Regions from separate parts of the Bicyclus anynana genome. Here region 1 is linked to region 2. Evidence: chromatin contacts called from public Hi-C data. All regions are on one chromosome and are shown on one strand. The core of a region is the stretch at or near the end of the contact, and the rest is flanking DNA. Distances in the headings are between cores, read along the strand shown. Region 1 overlaps LOC112045559 (rho guanine nucleotide exchange factor 28). Region 2 overlaps LOC112045559 (rho guanine nucleotide exchange factor 28).

Region 1 (4,701 bases), core at 604-3,103, 34 kb after region 2:
AAAGGAGAGTTACAGAAGTATAGTCAAGACTTTCTACTTTTGAAAGAAAACAATTACATAAATATTATTTATTAACTTATTCACGATTTTAAATAACTTAAAGCGCTTGCTAACGTAGTCGTACTATATTAGTATAAATGTCACCATTAAATTATAAAATACGTCAGTTTATAATCTCACTCGCGATATTGTAATCTGTCGATATATTGTGAACTGAACATACTGATTACAATTTAACGTATTATTTTTCGGTATGTTATAATCTATCGAAGTGAAACCGTTAAACCGTTACAAAAATATTACAGGGGCATAATAAAAATAGTAAAAAATTACAATGGACAAATCGAAGAAAATAGAAAAAGAAAGAAAATCGGAGGGGTGGTCAGTGCGTTTTTTAATTTTTTTAATTGAAACACTTCATTATAAAACACCTTCATTAGTAAAATGTTGTTATTGTAAATTATAAGTATAATTTTGTCAAATCTAAGGTTAGGTTAGAATATAAAAATTGAGGTGCCCATTTAGGTCATTCTTAGGGTATGATAAATAATGAATAAATACGTGATGTCACAATTCTTGAAGTATTTTATTTGACTGACATGTGTGTTTCATTCCTAACTCTATGGACACAGAACCGTCTGCTGTAAGGCCGACCAATCAAGGGCAGTTCGGACAGTTGACGTTTTAAAATTGCAATGTAACGGTTTCACTTCGATAGATATATACCGAAAAATAACACTTTAAATTGTAATCAGTCTGTTCAGTTCACAATATATCGACAGACTACAATATAAACAAAGTGAAAGCGTACCTTTTTCTTTCTGAAGAACAAGCTGCCTCTTTTCCTTCGTTTCTCTGCGTGGTGTTCGTACGCGGCTCTGTCCACAAACAAACATACTCAATTACCTTACAGACTATTTTACTTACACTGCTGTCAAAATCTCACACCACATGCAAAAACGGTAAAACAAAAAACGCTCAAACAGACAATAAGCAAAGCAATGTGCTTATAATAAAATATTAACATGCAAAAAATATAATATTATTCCAATTGAGCTTTTACTTATTTATATATTATTAAATTTAAACAGGAACTTTTACATTATACCTGTATATTTTGGGCATGTCTTTAACAACAAAGAACTTGTACACTCACCTTGAAGACTGAAAAGTAACTGTATTGTAACCATAAACTTCAATATACTATAAACCAGATGAATGTTTTGATAAGAATCTTGGGACATTTATCAAATATTAAAGAGAAAAAATAAAAGCTACTTTTCAGTATATATTTAGACATTTGAAATTGAAATTAATCAAATCTCCGACCATTCGTGTACAAGCTAACGAGTAACAGAGCGAGACGTACAAAATGTAAATTAATCACTATTGCTCTGTTATTGCAAAATAGACTGTATTACAATTGATATAATAGCGATTTACAATAATTTGTAAGTAACATTAACTTGTTATAAAGCGACATGATCTTCAACTGCCACCTCAAAGCTCAAAAAGTGACTGAGAACAAAAATTATATGACATACTTTAGCCTTATCACACTTACTTATAACATTTCGTCTGAAATTCCTTTTATCCTTGATGTCATTGCAAAATGCACCTTAATTATATATCAAATAAAGTCGACTTAACATTTTACGCTGACCTTGTCTCCTCATTGTTACCATTTTCCTTGGTGGTATTGCAAAATGCACCTTAATTATATCGCGATAAGGTCGACTTACTGTTCCAAGAACGCCAAGCGATGCAACCCGAGGTGTTCCTGGTGCGTATTGTTCCGTCTGCCGATACCCTGTGCGGCGGCGCCCGCGCTCGCGGCCGACGCGTCCTCGTCACTTTCCGTCTCGCTCGCACCACCCGTGGATAAGCTAACACCGAGCGGGACGTACAATATGTGCGTGCGAGTATACATTTTGAATTGGTACAACTTTCAAAATGAATACGATTTAAGTGCTCAGACCAATTATAGGAGGACCAGTATTGCACCCGAATTCACGAACAACCAAGGAAAACGAGCTTAGATTTGGTATATATCTTAAACTAAACTAGAAGATTTTGGCCGTTTTTTACATCATTCAACTGCACAAAAAGGTAAATTTTTACGGAGCTCTGTAACCGCCGAACACGATTACAACAGTGAAACATCTATAATAAAGAGACAGTTTTTATAATCGCAACAGATCTTTGATTATATATTTTGACAGAAAAGTAACGTCTAGCGAGGCAGGTCTTATCCGATAATTGGTCTGAGTTTAAGTGTTAAAATTTATATTTTTAATTGACTTTAAATTAATACCTCACTTTTAGTTTATTATAGTGCTTCTGTGCGTGCAGTCAAAGTAAGTTTACACATAATAAAAATTGTTTGTATGTGTTACTAGTTTAAACAAAAATCCCAAGGGCACGTTTATCAAAACCAAATCATCAATACAAATATGATGAAATTATCATAAAAGTATCTGTAGTTACACAGATTTTAATATGGGTTAAGGTGCTGAGATTAAGCTTGTTTAACCCTTACTCCTAAATTGCTTTAAAACTTATAATTTAGACGATATTTATTGTCATGAAAAAAGTCCATTAACCAAGTTAAGTGATTACTCTGACTGCACGCTGCACGAAGTGCTTGTCTCGTATAAGCTAAGCAAAACTGTGCAAAAACAAAATACACTGACTATTGAACATGCACATAGTTTTAATAAATTTAATAAAAAACACCATGCACAGATATAATCTGAATTATTGAAACTGTCATAATCATCAATGAGATTTGTTGATAATTTTAATGAGGTTTGTTGATATATTATACAGTTTGCCTATGTTTTACTGAAAGTTAGTAGTTTTAATCTAAAAAGATTCCTTCTTAACTTAAATAAATTTTGAATTTTGAAAAGTTCACAGTTTAAAGATAGAATGTTCAAAAAGGTTATAGTAATAATAGAAAGGTAGAATGTTGAAAATATTCAAAGGGAAGGGAGGAATGTTGAAAATGTAGATATAGTTAATATCTTTTGAGTAACATTTAAAAAAATACAATACATGATTTTAAGTAAATTAGGTATGAAATGACATTCGTTTTTTACATTAATTTTTAATTTGTTTCCACACAGCGTTAGACTTTAGTAATAGTTAATGTTAATGTAGTATGTTGTAAATGTTCAAGATCACAATTAAAGGTAGTAAGTTGAAAATGTTCAAGTTCACAATTAAAGGTAGGATGTACAAAATGTTCAAGGTAGAATATTAGAAAGTGTTCAAGTTACAATATTGAAAATGTTCAAAGTATAAAATTGAAAATGTTTAAGGTAGAATATTGAAAATATTCAAGGTAGAATATTGAAAATGTTCAAGTTAGAATATTGGAAATGTTCAAGGTAGAATATTGAAAATGTTCAAGGTAGAATACTGGAAATGTTCAAGTTACAATATTGAAAATGTTCAAGGTAGAATATTGAAAATGTTCAAGGTAGAATATTGAAAATGTTCAAGTTAGATTAGGAAAATGTTCAAGGTAGTATATAGTAAGTGTGCAAGTGGCAGTAGGTGGGGGTGAGGCGGTGTACTCACGCGTTGGCGGCGGGCGGCGGCTGCGCGGGGTGCACGGCGGCCACGATGCTGGGCGTGGAGACGGACTTCTGCAGCGGCAGGCGCGGCAGCAGGCGGGCCGCGCCGCTGCCGCTGGCGGGCTCGCCGGCCGCCGCGCGCAGCGCCGCCGTCACCTTCTCGAAGTCCTTCTGTACATCGATAATTAATACCACAGTACTGCAAGAGTTATCGGAGATAAAAGACTTAGGAGTCACTATTGATAGTAAGTTAACATTTAAATCTCATATAAATAATATTGTTCAGAGAGGTGCACAGCTTTTGGGATTTTTGAAACGCAACACAAAGGGGTTCTCTCGTAAGACCAAAATTATTCTATACAATGCCTTGGTGAGATGTTGTCTTGAGTTTGCTAGTGTGATTTGGAATCCAATCTATAGTATACATTCTCAACGAATTGAAAATATACAACGAGCATTTACTAGACATCTTGCCTTTATATCAAGCGGTATGTCGCATAGGATGCCTTACCACCAGCGTCTAGCACAGTTTAAAATGTTACCGCTGCGAAGAAGACGTGAAATGCTTGATTTATGCTTTCTTCACAAATTAATAAATAATAAAATCAAGTGTGGTAACTTACTGGAAAGGATATTTTTTTCAGTCCCGCGTAGATATCCACACTACCGTACTACGAAAGTATTTCATGTTCCTTTTATAAGGACTAACCTTGGTATGCAGGCCCCTATCAGACGAATTTGTGCCAAATATAATGAAATATCCAAAATCATACCAGGTATTGACATTTTTCACAACTCCTTCAAAGTTTTTAAAAACAAGGTACACGACCATTTTGTACTTAATAATAATAATAATTAATTAAATAAATTGTCTTAGATTTAGTTTATTACTTTTCTTCTCTTTCTATTTGTTATAAATAATTTAGAATAAGTTTAAATATATTGTCAACTTTAATTTAATTTTGTATGTAATTTTACCTAGTAATCTAATTTAATAATTGTATTCAATGAATTTGTTTTCCTTTTATGCTAATGTTTTATAATAGTATACTTTTTTTTATTAACTTTGACATAATATAATATTATTATAAGCTTGACATATAATTATTATGAAAGTGTT
Region 2 (4,421 bases), core at 471-2,970:
AATTATAGTCAAAGTTACAATGAAATAAAAATAAAAATAATTCTGAATCTGTGGACTGTAGATTCTTTAATGGGATCACAGGAAGGATGTTTATGCCAATGCGGAAGCTTTAATAGACTATTAGGACGAGTAGAGTTAAGCTTTTTATAGACGTCGACTCGGAATAAACGGCATAAAGCTTTGAATCGGAGATGTGAAGTGGAAGTAAGTACCGACTTTTAGAATCCCTTATAGTATACTTTTATATCAGTTATAGATATGCATAGTATGCTCCACACTTCTAGTTCGTTCTGAACTTGCCACTCGCAACTCCACTGGGATGTTTTTGTATGCGCCTCGTGTTCAAGGCGGACTTGTAGTCTGGCGCATACTATAACATAGAATCCAAGCTGCCTACATTATTTAAAAACCTTATTCTAGGTTCTTTTTATTTTAATAATATTTGTCGTCACCTTTATTTTTAACTTGACTAGGTATCGTTTCATAACATTAATTGTAATTAATTTTTAATATTGAGGAGATTATTATTTGAAAAAAATTAGGTAACCGTAAACGAAGTGATAGCTGCAAAGTGTTGTACATAGCTGCAAGGAACTGTATTATTACTATAGTAGAAAATATAAAACAAAGAAAAAATAACAATAAAAATATTAGCTGCCAATTTAAGTTGCAATTCTCGAAAACGGTGTAATAACAATTTTAGATAAATATCGATTAGTTATTTTAAATCCCTTCTTTAAAATCTTCTCTTCTATAAAAGTGGTGAAACAAAAATGTTACTGATTGATAAATTGCATCCTAAGATTTAAGTCACAATAACCAAAATTTCTTTAAAATGTGTAAATTTTTTTCATTGCGAATCCCTAAATATATAAATTAAAGTATATAATATTTCATATAGTAGTCATACACAATAAGAAGCCGATGTTTGAAGTTATCGTCAAATGAAATATATAAAAAAGATTTATAACAGGTTATAATCGATTTTTTAAAATTTATAGCTACGATAACAATAAACTACTGTCAAATTCGTCTTTGCGTTAAACGTTTAAACGTCCAAAATTCACTCGTTTTTATAGTAATACACACTTTTTTTTACCCTTTTTAAACTCTTTTTGTTCCAATTCCGTATATTATGAAACAAAGCGTCAGAATAATACTTAAATCGGGGATTATTCTTAAATTGTAAGGAAATTTTGCAACTTTAAAAAATCTGCCTAGGACGACCCTTAGGGCGGTTACGCACTGCATCTGATCTGAATCTGTGAAAAACAGATTTAAAAAACTCAGACCAAATTCGAATATTGCTCTAGCACTAATCCGATTTCTGATCAAAATCCACGCTATTCGTCAGACAACTTTGGCATTCGCCTCGCAATAGAGTTCCACGGATACATCCGACTTGCATCCGAGGCACATCAGAGGTATTCTCAAGGAAGAAGGAGTGCGTGAGCTACCAATATAATTCTATGAATTCAGAACATTTTTTCACAGATTAGCATCGGATGCAATGCGTAATCCTTATTAGATAAAACATAACACTCAATTGCAAAGTTATTGTTGTGAATATACGCCGAAACGAGCATACAAATTGTATATAAAAAGATATTTGTTAAATGAACGAGCTAAACAAAATGTTATAGGTTATATTGGTAAGGGGAATGGTCAGAGTGAAGGGGGTTTAAGATAACCGGCACTCTCAGGAGCTCTTGTTGCCGCTACGCGAACGCGCGTGTCAGAAGTATATGACCTCCTCCTCGGGCGCGTGCGCGGGCGCGTGAGCGGGCACGGGCGCGGTAGCGGGCGCGACGAGCGGCACGTCCGGTGACCGCACCCGGAACTTGTCCGGCAGTTTGGGGTATGTGTTTGTTCTGTTTGCAAACAAAATGGCGTGTTTAATTACTCTAAAGCAACGTTTCCCCGCAGGTGAGTAAAAAAAATACCGGGTCGCAGCATTATGGAGGCAATGCTGCGACTTTAAATAACTACTAGGAGATGGTAGATTTTATTTCTTGACTAACGTGACAATAATGATCGCTCGACGGGCGGATTATAGGTATTATGGATCTAAAACTTAAGTAAGGGGGAGTATGAAATTTACCGGGTCACAGTAAAGTTTGGGAAACGTTGCTCTAAAGCGTCAGCTACCGTGATATTACATTACATTGTATATCAGATACAGTGTTTTGTAACAACACTCTTATATGAGGTATTCGCACATACACTGACATTTAAAAAACTCAAAAAGACTCCAAATGAAGTCTGAGAAATGCATGGTATATATACATTGTTTGAAGCAGGAGAGTAAAAAATAATGCAATTTCTCAAAAGTGGATGTTTTTTAGATAATGTTTTGTCATGATATATTCGCGTTGTTAGGGTAATTTGTTCTGTTTAACATGTTCCACGGATATTTAGGTCAAATGAATTTTTAGACAAGTTAAAGACGGAGCTAAAGGTAATTTTGCAATAGTATTTTGTGTCATGACACCAAATATGACATAGCTTTGTCTCGTTTTTTTAGACTGATGCTTTCTCTCTTTCTATATACTTCTCTGTCTACAGAAATAATGAATGAGTCGGCGAATGAATGAATGAATAACTGAACGAATGTTACCTTGTGGCTTTATTGTTGGGAAGCTGTTGCGAAGGCAGAGGGGCGGGCGAGCTGCCGGTGCGTGTGTGATGTATCACTAGGCCCTGCGGCTGTCAACACAATCAATGTACAATACATATATAGCTTGGCAAATTCCTTCGTAACACTCCCGATGGTCTGCGGGGGCCAGGAGGGGGTAGCGATGCCCCGTGCGCACAATCAGTTAAGTGAAATCGTAACAAACAAATTCATATTTTCATTTGTAACATATGTTAGGAATTATTACAAGGAACAATGTATATATTATATACATTGTTTTTTGTCAACCCCATTGATATTGACAAAATACAAATAAATATTTCTTGAGTCTCACAATCTTAAAGTATAGGTTTATATTCACAAAAAAAGTGAATTAATAAAAATAACGAAAAAACTCTTCACGAAACTGTTTTACGTTTCGTTCATTTTATGTTGCAGCTGCAATAATAAAGCTTTAATTTAACTGTTTATAAAAAAAGTTTAGTTTATTTTAGCGTGAATAAAGCCAATCAGTTTAATAAAAAAAAACAAAATATTTGTCTGTTATGATTAAAAAAATGTTGCATTCAGAACTATAAGAGTGCCATTTAAAACCAATTTCTGTTCCTGTATATTATACTGCACAGCGCAACAAAGCAAAAAGTGCATCACTAAATCAATAAAGTTACATGTATTCAATTTAACTTTATATTACAAATTTTTGTTACAGTTTTTCTATCTCAGGAAGTCGGTTTTGGCTTCTGTGTGTGTAAAGTAACGTCAGCACAGCAGAAACGTGTTATTAAATTATTTAGTGATACAGCAGAACAAGTGTTGTATAGACATTTGTTTACAAAGAAACCGTTGCTTAGCAACCACTTAGCCATATATACTTCTATACTAATATTATATAGCTGAAGACGATGAGTTTGTTTATTTGTTTGTTTGGAATAACTGGTCTTAATAAATCTTAGGTCTGGGTCTAATCTTAGGAAATACTGGTCCGATTTAAAAAATCCTTTAGTGCTAGATAGCCTATTTATCGAGGAAGGCTATAGGCATTTATATTATTATTCCCGTATTCCTACGGGAACGGTATACACGCAGGTGTAACCGCGTGGCGAGAGCTAGTAATTTATAAACATGTTTCTGATTTGCTAACGGTCCTTTAGTTTCACACTGTCACCTTATGCACAAAACTCATTATATCTCGTCGGACACGGACCGCCGCCGTGTCACCTCGCCGTCCATAGCGACGCCATGCTTAAGTCATTTCGTATGGTCAGAGAGCTGGTAGACATTTTTTGTGTAAGTATGAAGTTTCATACAAACAATACTGAACGGTTCGAGGCGATACAAAGCCGCTCCGCGTCGGGGGCGTTACAATGAGTTTTGACCATTACTAATACAACCAAAGATAAACCGTCTTCCAAAAATAGAAGGTCAATACCAGTAAATAAGAACATGCTGTTACATCAAAAGCCGAACAGACGAAATGGTTGTAGAATAAGTATATATATTAATATTGTTATACATATGTATAGTGTTTAGAGAGAGAGAGGTGTACCAAAGCCACAATATTTACAGTCGACTACAGACACTACAGCCAATTACAATACACTTGTGGAATATGAATAAAAGGATTGACAACAGTCGTTTTTGCAACACGATAAAAGGGCTTGATTGACATTTGTAAAGCTCATAATTTGTTTTTTAAAGTACTTTAGACGCATCTTCCTAGATATACCTACGTGTCGTTGTTGGACTTTGGGTATAAGGTCTAAATTTTCGCAAATCATTACATATT

The links. A called contact is a pair of places that touch in the nucleus more often than the background predicts.
Region 1: a Hi-C map of whole body shows a contact between it and region 2, with 1.5 times the contacts expected there. The contact joins two enhancer-like sites. A contact is called at or near these places in 2 of 2 Hi-C or Micro-C datasets (whole body and whole larva).

Annotation. Positions count from the first base shown.
Region 1 is chr2:3,120,763-3,125,463 of ilBicAnyn1.1, forward strand. It overlaps LOC112045559 (rho guanine nucleotide exchange factor 28), which reads right to left. Exons shown (of 33, transcript XM_052884478.1): 8 at 3,586-3,752; 9 at 812-878. Among protein-coding and RNA genes, the nearest start is that of LOC112045559, 26 kb to the right of the region's middle. Within about 2 kb of position 1,854, at least 2 of the 8 cell types and tissues checked have open chromatin away from gene starts, as enhancers often do.
Region 2 is chr2:3,086,496-3,090,916 of ilBicAnyn1.1, forward strand. LOC112045559 (rho guanine nucleotide exchange factor 28) reads right to left here. Exons shown (of 33, transcript XM_052884478.1): 32 at 2,618-2,706; 33 at 1-1,871. The coding sequence ends at 1,736. Among protein-coding and RNA genes, the nearest start is that of LOC112045549, 29 kb to the left of the region's middle. Within about 2 kb of position 1,721, at least 2 of the 8 cell types and tissues checked have open chromatin away from gene starts, as enhancers often do.